Regions from separate parts of the Mus musculus genome. Here regions 1 and 2 are each linked to region 3. Evidence: chromatin contacts called from public HiChIP or PLAC-seq data. All regions are on one chromosome and are shown on one strand. The core of a region is the stretch at or near the end of the contact, and the rest is flanking DNA. Distances in the headings are between cores, read along the strand shown. Region 1 has its middle 19 kb from the start of Notch2. Region 2 overlaps Gm5544 (predicted gene 5544). Region 3 overlaps Pde4dip (phosphodiesterase 4D interacting protein (myomegalin)).

Evidence for each region. HiChIP or PLAC-seq counts read pairs in DNA pulled down with a chosen protein or histone mark.
Region 1: a contact with region 3 is called in an H3K27ac HiChIP or PLAC-seq map of microglia, with 5 times the contacts expected there. The contact joins two enhancer-like sites. A contact is called at or near these places in 2 of 484 Hi-C or Micro-C datasets (Th1 cells and granulocyte-monocyte progenitors) and 2 of 115 datasets of contacts at active chromatin or transcription factors (microglia and pancreatic cancer cells).
Region 2: a contact with region 3 is called in an H3K27ac HiChIP or PLAC-seq map of microglia, with 4 times the contacts expected there. The contact joins two enhancer-like sites. A contact is called at or near these places in 2 of 484 Hi-C or Micro-C datasets (the N1E-115 cell line and Th1 cells), 8 of 115 datasets of contacts at active chromatin or transcription factors (the NIH/3T3 cell line, bone marrow-derived macrophages, effector CD8 T cells and 5 more) and 2 of 9 other capture datasets (adipose tissue and pancreatic islet).

What each region holds. Positions count from the first base shown.
Region 1 is chr3:97,992,629-97,997,050 of GRCm38.p6, reverse strand. No RefSeq gene overlaps it. Among named protein-coding and RNA genes, the nearest start is that of Notch2, 19 kb to the left of the region's middle. Within about 2 kb of position 1,975, at least 81 of the 459 cell types and tissues checked have an H3K27ac peak or open chromatin away from gene starts, as enhancers often do. A contact at or near this core is called in microglia, where this site is marked.
Region 2 is chr3:97,930,609-97,934,900 of GRCm38.p6, reverse strand. All of the region lies in intron 1 of Gm5544 (predicted gene 5544), which reads right to left. Among named protein-coding and RNA genes, the nearest start is that of Gm5544, 2.6 kb to the right of the region's middle. Within about 2 kb of position 1,455, at least 135 of the 459 cell types and tissues checked have an H3K27ac peak or open chromatin away from gene starts, as enhancers often do. A contact at or near this core is called in bone marrow-derived macrophages and microglia, where this site is marked.
Region 3 is chr3:97,759,919-97,764,497 of GRCm38.p6, reverse strand. All of the region lies in intron 8 of Pde4dip (phosphodiesterase 4D interacting protein (myomegalin)), which reads left to right. Among named protein-coding and RNA genes, the nearest start is that of Gm46816, 14 kb to the right of the region's middle. Within about 2 kb of position 3,102, at least 26 of the 459 cell types and tissues checked have an H3K27ac peak or open chromatin away from gene starts, as enhancers often do. A contact at or near this core is called in bone marrow-derived macrophages and microglia, where this site is marked.

The sequences.
Region 1 (4,422 bases), core at 726-3,225, 230 kb before region 3:
TAGGAGTTTATGGAGGTAAGACTGACAGCTTATGTAGGTTATGACAGACAACTGGCTACAAAGGTTAGCCAGGCAGATCATAGGTTAAATATGAGGCTGAAGACAGTGTTAATGAAAGACAGTAGAGCCAAGTTCAAGGCTGGCAGAGGAGAGCTTTCATCCTTTCGATCAGAGAACCCCCTCACCCCATCCAAAAACATCCTATGGAAGAAAAATTGCTATTAGCTCTGAAGCTTTATACTTTATTTTTGATGCTAAGAAGTTTGAACAGCCAGATTGTGCCCCATAACGAAAGTCTCAGCTTAAGAAAGGGGGTCTCCCTGAGAGCTGTTCCTACCTCCCCGAACTTTGAACCCCTTTGTATCACACAAAAACCCCAACATAGAAGTGGCTAGCTAGGGTCAACCTCACCAGGCAGTTAAGCAGCAGGATCCCATGGGAACTCTGGTTTTCCTTTATTCGAGTAACATATTTAGAAACAGAAGTAGACCCAAGGACCAGAGGTAACCTTCCCAAAGCTATGCTTCCTGGAACCCTAGGATTGCTTCCTGGTTAGATCCAGGGGCCTTTCTTGTTAATTGCCTAACTCTAGAGCTAGTGGGTTTGGACCCATTCATTCTCTGGACAGAATACAATGTAGCAAAGCAAAACACAAAGGAAGGCATGGAATGTCGACGAATATGTGACGCCTTTGTGACCCAAATGAGAAAGTGACTGACTCCGCCTTGAGAAGATTATAAAGGGTATATAAGAGAAAAAGAGTTTTATCACTAACTCTTATTTATTTATTTATTTATTTATTTATAGGCAGGGACTTGCTATTTAGCCCTGGTTGGCCTAGAACACCCTATGTAGACCACACTGGCCTTAAACTCACAGAAATCCACCTGCTTCTGCCACCTTCAAGCTTCATTAAAGGCCTGCACTACCACCTAAAACTATTACAGCTTTAGTCATTAACTAAATCTCCATGCCGAAGTTACACGGAAATCATCTCGGTGCCTGGCTCTTTGACTTTTGATAAATAAAGTTAGCTCACACTTAGTGTGTGTCTTAATGAGCTAGGTACAGGCAGGGGGAGGAAGGCAAAGAAGCTGCGCCTCAGGAAGCTAAAGCACAGTAGAGAAAGAAGAGCTGCTTTCAAAGCAAGCACGCATGGTGAGCGGAGCATGGTGGCACGAAGGTGACAGCTCCGAGGAGGCACATCCAGACAGTGTGCTGCAGAGGGAAGTCATCCTAGCTGAGCTGGAGCTCGGTTGGAGTTGGACGTTTGGGTAATGGCTTCCCACACAAGTCACCACTCTAAATCCATAAATGTAAGGTTATTGGGCACTGGGGACTTTTCAGATGCGACAAATTCAAGGCAGATTGGAAGCTTAGACTATTTGCATGGTCCTGATGGGGTCTTTTTTTTTTTTTTTTTTTTAAAGGAGGCAGGAATGAGAGAAGAGAAGAACTGTGAAGTGATAGAAAGGTGGAGCTATTTATTAGAAGAAGGCAAAGAGTAGGGGCAGTCTCTCACTAAAACGAGAAAATAGTGAACAGATTTTCTGCAGGACTCCTGGAGGGTGAGTAGTTCCTCTGAGGCCTGGGCTTCAGCCCAGTCATTTCAGGCTTCTAATTGCTGAAGAATACGATGTTCAATTACTTTTGAGCCACCGAGACCGTGGTAATCCATAAAAGCAGAAATAAAAATCTCCTACAGGTGGCCAGGCCAGACAGGTGTGAGAGGGGAGGACACCGTGGGCACAAAGAATGGCAGACGCTAGGGCACAGAGGCCTGGGGTAGCATGGCACATTCCTGGGGGTCACCAAGTAAAAAATAAACAAGATTACAAACAAACTCTTGACGGTAAAGGGGTTGTGTGATGGGGGCTGCCATGAACGGCCATCGATGCAGCTAAGGTACTGCTTCAGTTTAGAAGTGAAACTGAGAGCCATTTTATGGTCTCAAACAGAGCAGTAAGGCTACTAGATTTTCAATTTTGAAAGAAAGAGAATGGGGAAGAGCCTGGGGTGGGGTGACCATTTAGGAAGTGGTTGCAAAAGTCCTGCGCAAGGGACAAAATGTGAACAAATAAAAAGTCAGAATAATGAGACTTAGGGCCCAGAGAGTGACAGAGTATTGGGAACAAGGAAAAAGAAAAGAGTCCGGGTGACCCAAGGTTTCTGGTTGGGCCTTTGGATGACCTTGCTGTCTTAACTGAATGGAGAGAAGTAGAGAGTCCACCAAATACATCTCAGATCCATTTGTTTGCTTGTCTGGGACAAGGACCTTGCTGTGTAGTTTAGGATGCCCTAGAACTTATGCTCATTCTCCAGGGACTCCCAAGTACAGGAATTATAAGTGACCAGCAATATTCTCAGCTCGAGGCTTCATTTCTACACCCACCGAGACAGCAAGCCCACCAGCCTTCGCGTAGACGCTGCCCATTGCATCTCCTTCAGAAAGCCTCAGCTGCCCATCCTCACGGCAGTTCCTGCCTTGTAGTTAGAACAACTCACTCAGTGCCCACTGATAGTGTTTAGTGCTTACAGCTTACGAGACATTAGTGACTCCGGGTTACTCTAAGGAATGAAACAATGACAGAAGTAAACTAGCTAAGATTGCATCTAGAGTGTCCAGGGCAACTTGGAACCTTTCCATCTTGAGTGTGCACCTCCTGTAATGACATCCAGTTTCTTTTCACTTTACATGTACAACTTTGGGTGTGTCCGCAGGCTCCCTGTCAACTTCCTCATCCCAGATTAGCAATAAGAGCTCTCAGGTTACAAGTGAGAACTGAAGCAATATTGCTTAAAACTATCTATGGGGTTTAAACTTATAATATGTATTTTTCTAATTTTTTTTCAAACTCACTAAGTGTCCTGCACAGGACTTATGCACAGGTCATACTACAAGTGACTCATATGTGAATTTCATAACACCCAAACTGGTCCACACCCAGTCCAGTGACATAAGCCCTGGTGCTTGTCTGATGTAATATCTTGGTTTATGCTCTAAAGTTTCTTAATGCTTATCATTTATTCTTTCACACTTATCATTTATTCTTTCACTGGGATAGTTTAAAGGAAATTAGAGATATATAGGCATATACTCTTATATATATATAATTAGGTACACATACATATATGTGTATATGTGTACATAATTAGGCATAGGATCTGTGTGTATGTATGCCTAATTATATGCTAGTTGGTGTTTGGTTTTGGTTTTGCTAGCTCACTAAGGACTCTGATGGCCCTGGTAGTTGGTGCTGTTCCTGTAAATAGACCTTGGGCTATTGCAGGCAGAAGGATGTTTGACAGATCATCTGTTTTCAAAGAATGAGTACTTCCTGCTCTCTCTTCCACTTCTTTCATCAGCTACTTCCTTATACTCCTCTCAACACAAATGAATATTAAGATTAATGTGAGACTCTCAGTTCTTTCTTTCTTTCTTTCTTTCTTTCTTTTTTTTTAAAGATGCTGAATTCTTTATCAAGTTCTTTCAAAAGAGTCAGTCCGGCCATCTCGGTTTTGCCAGCCCTAATTAGATGAAGTTACTGAGCATAAATCACAGTTTCAAATCAACCTCAGGCTGTGTGCTGGATGGGTGAGGAAAGAGAAGGAGCCATTGTCTCTGGTTCTCTGGCCAACTCCAGGGCTGCCCTGTGCTGGATTCCCTCCAGGCCCCGATGAATACCATCACAGCCTTATATTACAGCTCTTCTGGGACGTTAGTTCAGCCCTCATCTCCAGTATCCAGTTGTCCTCTATGAACAAACCCTTTTCTGTGGCTTTCACAGTCCCACATGGAATGTTCCTCATGCATTCCATATCAGGACAACACTATTTACATAAACACTCACGATAAACTCTTGAAGTCACTCTTGACCCCTTGTTTCCCACCACTCCCGCCTCATCTTCAGCCGGTTGCCATCACGGTCCATCGCCACTGTGCTAGTTTAGGCAGCTTTTCTGTTTCTCCATCTCCACTGCTTCTCTTCCCATCTTCATCTCTTCTCCCACGGACCAGTCTTAGCTCTCTGGTCCTTACTATGGCAATGCTTTACCTGGATTCAGCTGTTTGTCTTCCAGACTCCAGAACCCAGGTACCCCAGCGCCCATTCCCTTATAGGCTCTGCTAGCATTCGGAGACAAGACTACTGACCTTCAAGACATCTCCTTTCAATTTCAATTTTCCTTTCTTAACAAGGACTGTCAGGCTTTTCTTTCCACCCACATAGGGCCTGACTAGACTCTGTACCCACCCCCAGTTTAACAATGACATCAGTAAAAATTCACCAAGATGCATCCTCTTGGGAATCTCATCATTTCCCAAGCATGCCATCATTTCTCAGCACGCCCAGCCTTTGTGATACTCCTTTCTTGCAATCAATCAACCCCTGCCCTCTACCCCAAGGAACTTTGGGTGTTCAC
Region 2 (4,292 bases), core at 206-2,705, 170 kb before region 3:
GAGAGAGGAAAGGAGAGCCCCTCCCATTTAAAATAAAAGAAAATGCAGAGAGATTGTAAAGATGAGTCAGCAGTTAAGAGTGTGAGCTTGCTGCCTTTTTTTTTTTTTTTTTTTTTTTTTTTTAATTTGAAATGCACTGGCGTGAGAGTGTCAGATCCCTTGGAACTGGACTTACAGACAGTTTGAGCTGCCATGTGAGTACTGGGAATTGAACCCTGCTGCTTTGGAAGAGCAGACAGTGCTTTTAACCACTGAGCCACCACTCCAACTCCATACCTGCTGTTTTTACAGAGGACCTGGGTTCTGTTCCAAGCATTCATATCAGATGGATGATAGCTGCCTGTAATACCAGTCCCAGTGGATCCAATACCCTCTTCTGGCCTCTACTGGCAACTCATGCACGCACACACACACACACACACCAAACAAATCTTTAAAAAACTAACACTGAAATCTATTCTTTATTGTTCATGCACAGCACCCAAGCCCTTGCCTCCGTGAGCAGCCCAGGAATTCTCTGTTCCCATATGAATTTTTCTTTTCTAAAGATTGCAATGGGGGGCTGGAGAGATGGCTCAGAGGTTAAGAACACTGACTGCTCTTCTGAAGAGTTCAAATCCCAGCAACCACATGGTGGCTCATAACCATTTGTAATGAGATCTGACTCCCTCTTCTGGAATGTCTGAAGACAGCTACAGTGTACTTACATATACTAAATAAATAAATAAATAAATAAATAAATCTTTAAAAAGAAAAAAAAAAGAAGAACGTAATGGACTCATCTGGTCATAATCTGTGACAGATACAGTCACCCAGCTACTGCAGTTTGGAGGAAGCACTCATGATTCTTACACATCGCCTGAGGGATGTACTCGACTATTGCAGCATGCGGGTAAACCCTAGGCACACGCCCAGACTGAGGCTTGCTGAATTGGTGCCTCCCAGTCCCAGTCCCCTCTTCCCTGAAGAAGGTGGGAAGGAAGGTGGGAAGACAGGAAGAGAGCCATGAGGAATAAGGAGAGAGAAGGAGGGAGGTTGGGAAGCAAGAGGAAGGGAAAGGGAATTTCAAACATTTCCCTGACTACAGACTCCATTCTTTCACTTATTAGAGCCTTTCTAACTCACTGCTGTCAAAGTTGCTAAAGCCAAGACACCTCTACCACTTGTAAAGACGCTAATGCCAGAAAAGGAAACCCATTTCTCCAAAAAACGTCTCCCTGACCTCCCACTATGTTATGTCCCAGATGCCTCCATTTTAGTTTCAGCATTGAGCTGGGTCTTGGCAGAGCTGGGTCAGAAGCCGAAAGCTAAACATGCTTTGAGCTAAGGGACGAGCGAGACCCCAGGGCACATCTCATCTCTTCCCCAGTGAGCCTCCAGTCAGCCCTGGTTGGGTCAAAGGGTGAGAGGGGAACTTAACAGGCTCAGGCTCAAGCAAGCCCTCCTCCCAGCTGCGTGAACAGCACTTCCTGTTCTGTTCTCTGAAGTGTGAGCTTGGCACCCTGTGAAGACCCAAGAGCCTACTTCTAGCCAAGCAAAGCATCCTTTCCTCCACACTGAGAAGGTGGAGGAAAGATTCTCTGAGTTCTGACTCTTCAAAAGCAGGGGCCGGCTCTCCCCTCCCGGATTCTGAGGTAGCCAGGGAGGTGAATTCTAAGACGCTGTGCTGTGCACCCTGGGGATTTCCCAGCCTTCCTGGTGCTTAAAGTATGCATTCCATACCTTTCACGCCCTGCCATATACTCCAGGCTTTGGGATTATCACTTTTGATAGTAAGGGGAAGAAATACACATAGGTAGGCTGTGGTAAAATCAGACGCAAAATGTTTTTGATCCTCCCATTTCTCTTCTCTCCCCACTGAAGGAGGGACCGGGAAATAAGCGTTCTCACCTAGGACACAGGGTATAGCACGCACATGGAACATGGGAGTTCCCGTTAGTCAGGAAACCCGATAGATACAAAGAGTCTGCATCACTACAAACAGCGTTTCAGGTAGACAGACAGCGAAGGTTTACCAAGGACGTGGGAATCAGCACAGGCTGAGAGCGATTAACCAATACCCTCCCCAGATTTTCATCCTCGGGGCTGGCCTGAACTCAGAGCTGGGCTAGAATAAGGCATTAGCAATGAATAGTTGGTCCACAGCCATTTGCTTCTGAAACCTTCCCTTAGTCTCTATATCTCTGGTGCCTTTTCTTTTTAAAAAAAATTATTTTATGTGTATAAGGGTCTCTCTCTCTCTCTCTCTCTCTCTCTCTCTCTCTCTCTCTCTCTCACACACACACACACACACATTACAGATGGTTGTGTACCACTATGTGGACTGCAAGAGCAGTCAGTGATCTTAACCATGTCGCCATTTCTCCGCCCCCCCTGCCCCCCACCAGTGGCTTTTTGTCTCTATGCTGCGGTGACCCAGGAAGGCTGTGAGGGAAGTAGATGAAGGTGATGATTTATTAAACCCTGTGGCTTCTTGCTCCCTCACCAGAGGGTGCGTCTTGGGTCACGCCGGGCACTCAGCAGCTTTGTGGTGGGTATCGGTTTGTGCTTCCTCCCCTCTGCTTTCGATTCAATGCCTTCCTGTTGCAGTCTGAGCCTAATAAACCGCAGCCTCACAGCAGCTACCACAGCATGCAAACTGGATCCATGTAGGGCTAAGTGTGGGACGACAGGGGTGAGGGTAGGGAGGTAAGCAGAGGGGTAGAAGCTAGCTGGAAAGAAGAACAATTCCCAAGATAAAATGCCGTGCTGAGGAACAAGGATGCCTTCGAGTGTACTTCAAAGTCACCTCCTCCCTGGCTGCATTCAGCTGTGCTAACATCAATCCCGAGTGAACCTGGTTAAATACATGTTCATGTGCATTATAGTGGGGGGTTCCTTTCCTTTTCCTTTTTTGAGTCAAGATTTGCTTATGTTAGCTGCAATCCAGCAAAACCCCTGCCTCTCAGCGACTGGACTTACTGGCATATATCAACATACCCAGTTTAAATTATGATCTTAACATAGAGTTATTTAAAAATTCAGCGTCCAGGTTCAGTTCTGATCCAGATCAATGCCATTGTGAGGTTAGAACTCAGTCTGGATACATTTGAGGCCCTGCGGTAGAATGTGTCAGGGAAAGGAAAGTGCATTTGTGGAGATCTAGAAGAGGAAGCAGGGTGTAGTCTGGCTGTGGCACAGCCCTGCTGCTGAAGAGCTATGAGCTGTTAACCTCAGACAAGATCTAGAGGTCACTTTAAAGCCAAAGGGCTATAAACAAGACATGGATTTATCAGTTATGGGAACGACATCTTGATGGCCGATAGAAAGCAAGCAGAGAAAAACAGCAGGCAAGAGGCTGACAGAAGGTAGAACCCCAAGTGCGTGCAGACAGTGCACACACAGACCAGATGGCGACGGCAACAGTGGGAGATGTGGGTGCTCAAGGAGGATGTCTTACTGAATGTGGTGCTGATGGGATTTGGAGAGTAATCAAGGGTGAGTCCCAGGCTACTAGGTAAGCTGGCATATAGCATATACTGGGGTGACAAGCACTACAGGAAGAATAGCTTTGGGGGAGTGAGTTGGCTAATAAGGTTTCAGAATTCCCAAGTGGGGTTCTGTGTGGAAACTGAATATATAGATGTGGAATTCTGGGGAAGCTACTATTGATATATAGATCTCATAGTGCTATGGGAGGGCTAGACTTCCCTTGAAGATATGAAGTAAAACGGCTGGTACAGTACAGGATCTCTAGCAGCAACACTGCAGGAGCTTATAAGGGAAGAGAAACTTGCAAAGGATGCGGATGAGCCATGGCTAAGGTGGAAAACAACAAAAACAAAGCAAAGCAAAGCAAAGCAGTGCATGGAAATCAAAGGAAAACAGTGAGTGCGTCAAGGCAGATGTGGTCATCAGCATCCAACGCTGCCCAGAGGAAAGATAAAGGCTGATGTGTTCGCTGGATTTCACCATCCAGGTAAGGTGGTGTCCTCACCATTCCTAGGGAAAGCGCTCTGAATCTGCTGTGAGGCAATGCCATTACAGAAGACAAGCGCCATTAGAAACAGCGAAAAAACACAGCTCATTAGCTCATCCGACTCCCTTTCACACTAACCCCAACTGGGGTGGAGGGGGTGTGGGTGAAAGGTAGCTATGAATAAACAAAGCCTGAGGAGAGCCAAAGAGAGTTGAGGTTAGGGATCGGGCGACTTATTCCATGCCCAGGAGAACATCAGCCAGCCCAGGAGAACATCAGCCAGCCAGTGACGGCCTATATGCTCTCTGGTGCCAGCATGAGGATGTTGGTTAGA
Region 3 (4,579 bases), core at 1,853-4,352:
AATACCTATTTTATTCTGGACCTTAATCTAATTGGTTAAATCTGATTGATTTTTAATCTCCTTAAGGGCTGTTATGGTGTTCGGTCAAACCACAGCCAGGTGAAACAAGGGCAGACCGGCTTTTACCAGTTTCTCTGAGCACATGAACAAAGAATAATAAATGTGAGGTTTGGGTAGTTTTCTTTTTTGGCTGGTAGATACAAGAGCCTTAAAAGCAAAAAAAAAATCCTGCAATAGGAAGGAAACCTGGCGGACCGTTCTGTTAGTCATTTTGATTCTTTTGTTTAATCTCCCACTTAACCCTTTGTGTGTGTATTAACTACCAGCCTGAAGATTCTTCCGGAGAGCTTTGCTTCTCTTCCAACCCCACGCCCGCTTCTCCTTCCTTATATTGAGGTAAACAGCAACAGTATATTTGTCTTGCTTACTGATATATGCAAATCACTTATTTGCCTTCTGTGGACTTTACGCTTGAAAGACCCAAAGACCCAGGCTCTTCAGGTTATCTGCAGGAAGGTTTGAGGTCTTGCTGGGTAATAATTTCCTTCTTTATTGTCCAGCTCTGAGATAGAAAAGCTATGATAGGGGGGTGTGGTCCCTTAGTAAACAGCAGTTCACAAAGAGCTCTGAGCTACCAGACTCCTTTGTATCTGAATTCAAAGAGCACACCTTTGCCTCATACCTTACAATGTCAAGGTCTTCTGTTTGGGGACTATGGTGAATTTGTCCCATTTAATACCTTAGTCATTTATTTAGGCGGATCAGACCCTTTGAAAAATGTAGACATTAGATAATAGTTGTAGGCTGGGCCTTTAATTTTATGCTAGCTGATGGTTCTTGTTTGTCTCTGATGATTAACAACAGGATAGAAATGATAGCAGTTTGAGATCTGTGACTCACTATTGTAAGGGAAGGAACATGCCAGGAAAGTGCTGTTAATCAGAGGTAAGAACTCTGCTTTTTAGCCTTGTGCGGCACTGGGCCTGGGCTCTGCTTTCCTTTCCAGATTGATAAAGCGTGCATACCAACTCTGACCTGAAAACGATTAATCTGAAAGAACATCATGCTTAAGTCATGGCCTTAGAAGCCAAGCGTCTGGGAGTGACCCTGATGCTACTAAACTAAGGACCACTGATCTCGAGCTCTGTAGGTTGTCCGGGATTCCATAAGCTTGTGTGTTTGGTACTTTACAAGAGCTTAGTGCACATTCCTGATCCAGAAGAACATAGTAAGTGCCCTTTGGGGGTCTCTGAAAAGGCATTTTCTCTGCAATAAAAGAATAAATTATGAAGAAAGGAGAAATGAAGACCTCTCATGTTTTAAGTAAGTCATTTACAGAATCTGAGGTTTCCTGTGACTCATGTTGAGATGGTTCACATGAGATGCAGATTCCTTGCCTGTGGCATTCTTTGGCTTTAGAGTTGCCATTTATGTGCCCTCGTGTTTATGTATGCATAGGTAGAGGAATGATGTATATGTGAATATAAACATGTATGTATATATACACATACACAAGTAAATGATCTTGCTTCTAAGACAGCTGCTAAAGTATTAGAACATTGGATAGGTAGGAGTCAGGCCTAATTTTAATTTGGTTTTGTTTTTATTGGTCTTAGTCATTAAGCACAAGCCTTTGATCCCTAAAATGTTCCTAACATTATGGGGAGCCCTGGGTTTATAGGAATAAAAGCTGCATCACCAACTGCAATTTAGTTTTCTCTGGATAATTCTTGCCTTTTTTTTTTTTTTTTTTTTTTTTGTGCCTTGAATAGCTTAGCCTACCTTTTATAGCTTTCTGTTTCCTTGTATGTGAAGTAGAATTGGGGCGGCTGGCTAGTTTGTTGCTCCCTTCAGAGCTCTGAGGACTCTGATTTAAAGCGAATAAATAGCACTGTCTTCCTGCCGGTTTAATGTTGAAACTGTTCCCTGATACCCAGCACTAGAGATTAGGGACTGAGCCTGCGGTCTTGGACATGCTAGGTAAACATGCCCTTACAGCTCAGCTCTATCTCCAGCCCCAGAGTTGTGTCTTCCATTGTGCTTGCTGTGGATGAGATTTCTAATTTGTAGCATAAGGTTACTAGAGAGTGATTTTACACCAAGCAAACAGAAAGCCAGGTCTTATAGACACAGCTTTTCCATTAATCACTGACAGTTTTGTTTGTCTGTTTGAATTGTAAGATCTATTTCAGTCATCTCTTGTGGTATGTGTGTGACATAATCCACATTGCTTCAGGGGAGACTTCTTGTATTCACCACAACAAATGTCTCAAGTATTTCTGGGAGTCATCCACCTTGCTTCTCCAGCCTCCCGTTGTCTGGAGCAGCATCATATTAGCTGTACCAGACTCATCCACTTATCTCTACCACTGCTATCTTTATAATCCAGCCACTTTCCACCTGCATTCTTGATAATCTCTCTTCTGCCGGGGAACTGTCCATCACCACTGAGCGACTGCAGTGAGCTTCTAAAAACGTAAATCGGATTGCTCTTCTGTTAGAAAACACCGCAGTCAGGGCTGGGAACATAGCTACAGAAGGCCCTGGGTTCAACACTCAGCAGCACCAAAACCGTAACCAAAATGTAAGACCATAAAACACCGCAGACCACTCTTACCCAGTTTAGATGAATCCAGCCTGACTATCCCTGCTGTACAGGAGGTTAGGTCCCGGGCTGTGCCTCCCGTCACACTGGTCCCCTCCCCTTTGTCTAGCGTGTTCTAATAAGGCCGGCCACCAGCCTGTGTCCCCCTTCTTTCAAACTCGAAATGTGGCAAGTCTGAGTTGAAATGTGCTCTGAGTATAAAATAGACCTCAAATAAAAATCTTATTTTTATATTGACCTCATTGTAATGTTTTAAATGTTTTAGAAATATTTGCTTAGACAAATTGTCAAAATTAAGTTCACTTTTTTTTTTCACTTTTATTCAGTGAAGCTATGAGAAAATGAAACATTACACAGGCAGCTCACAGTGGCTTTCTCCCGGGATGCGTCCTTCTGGGCATATAGGCCTTTCCTTTCCCAGGCTCACTTGCCATCAGCTCTTCTGTCTGCCTAGCTTGGGTTCTGTTTCTTTCCGACTAGCTGGCTACTTCTCCTTCCGATGTCCATTCAGATACTGTCTCAAGAGGAACTTCTCTCTAGTTGGAGAAACTCTTTCTAGTTGATATAAAGTAACAGTCACCAGTTCTCTACATGGTTTCCTGTGTTACTGCATAGGAACTGCTAAGCGACAGGACTCTCCACTCCTTCTTTCATATTTACCATGTAGTCACCAAACCCAAGCTCTGCAGAATCTTCAAGAGGAGTTACTTTGTCCTATGCAGCATTCCTTTCTCCAACATAGTATCTGCTACTTAGTGCTTAACACATCTGTGTCGAGGGAGTAAATGAAGGTGAACGTGCTATAGTGATAAGCGAGAGGTATAACCAGAGTGAAAGGGCCCATTTCACTCCTGTTTCTTGTCAAAGCAAGCGTTGAAGTTCAGCCTCTTCTGAAGGATGCTGTCAGAAGTCTCCGTGCAGTCCATCAACTTTCAGAACTCTGTGGATCATTTCCATTTCCTGTCATTTGTTGATGTTTGAGACTATGTCTCAATACCTCTTTGATCATCTTACCTTTTAATTTTAAGATTGTTTTATCAATTCACTTAGCAGGGATAAAGTAGCCTTTTTAAAAATATTTATTTATTTATTTATTATACGTAAGTACACTGTAGCTGTCTTCAGACACTCCAGAAGAGGGCATCAGATTTCATTACAGATGGTTGTGAGCCACCATGTGGTTGCTGGGATTTGAACTCAGGACCTTTGGAAGAGCAGTTAGCACTCTTAACCGCTGAGCCATCTCTCCAGCCCATAAAGTAGCCTTTTAATGAGCTATTCAGAAATAGCTGTGGGCTTATGAAGGTAATAAAACATCCTTGTTTGTACCTGTTTTTCTTGAATTCATTGCACCCTTTTGATTCTTAGCAATGATTCAAAGCTGGGTGCAGTGATGCAGGCTTGTAATCTTAGCAGTTGAGAAGCTAGATCCTGGGATTTGAGGCCAGACTGGGATTATGAGACCCTGTCTCAAAACAAAACAAGAAAAAAAAATATGGTTTTCAGTGTCAGTTGTTAGTTATAAGATTACATTGCTTATAAAAGTAACAAAGTCGATATTTTGTATCCATTAACCCTACCCATTCCTCCGGTTGGCCTAGAACATTAGTCCTTACTCATCATAGCCAGCGTCAAAAGCTCTCATCCTTTGTAGATCTAAATAAATTTCATCTCTGCCAAGAGCCTTTTTTATATGACCTGTCGAAATGAATAGTCTTCTAGTATGACTACTTCCTCAATAAACCAAGACTAATGGGAGCCAGAACTAAGTGTTTGCCTGCGTAGTGCTCCCCACCCACAGCGCTCTGTATTTTATAGTGTCAGAAACAAAGCAGTAACCAGCACTGGGGTAACCAAACCCCTCACTTCCTCTGCTCAGTCCCTTGCAGGAAGGTATTTAAAGCCAGCTGTAACCCCAGGCTCTGCAAGGTTGGGTCTTCGGGAAGTTTGAAAGTCCAGGAAAAGGAAAGCATG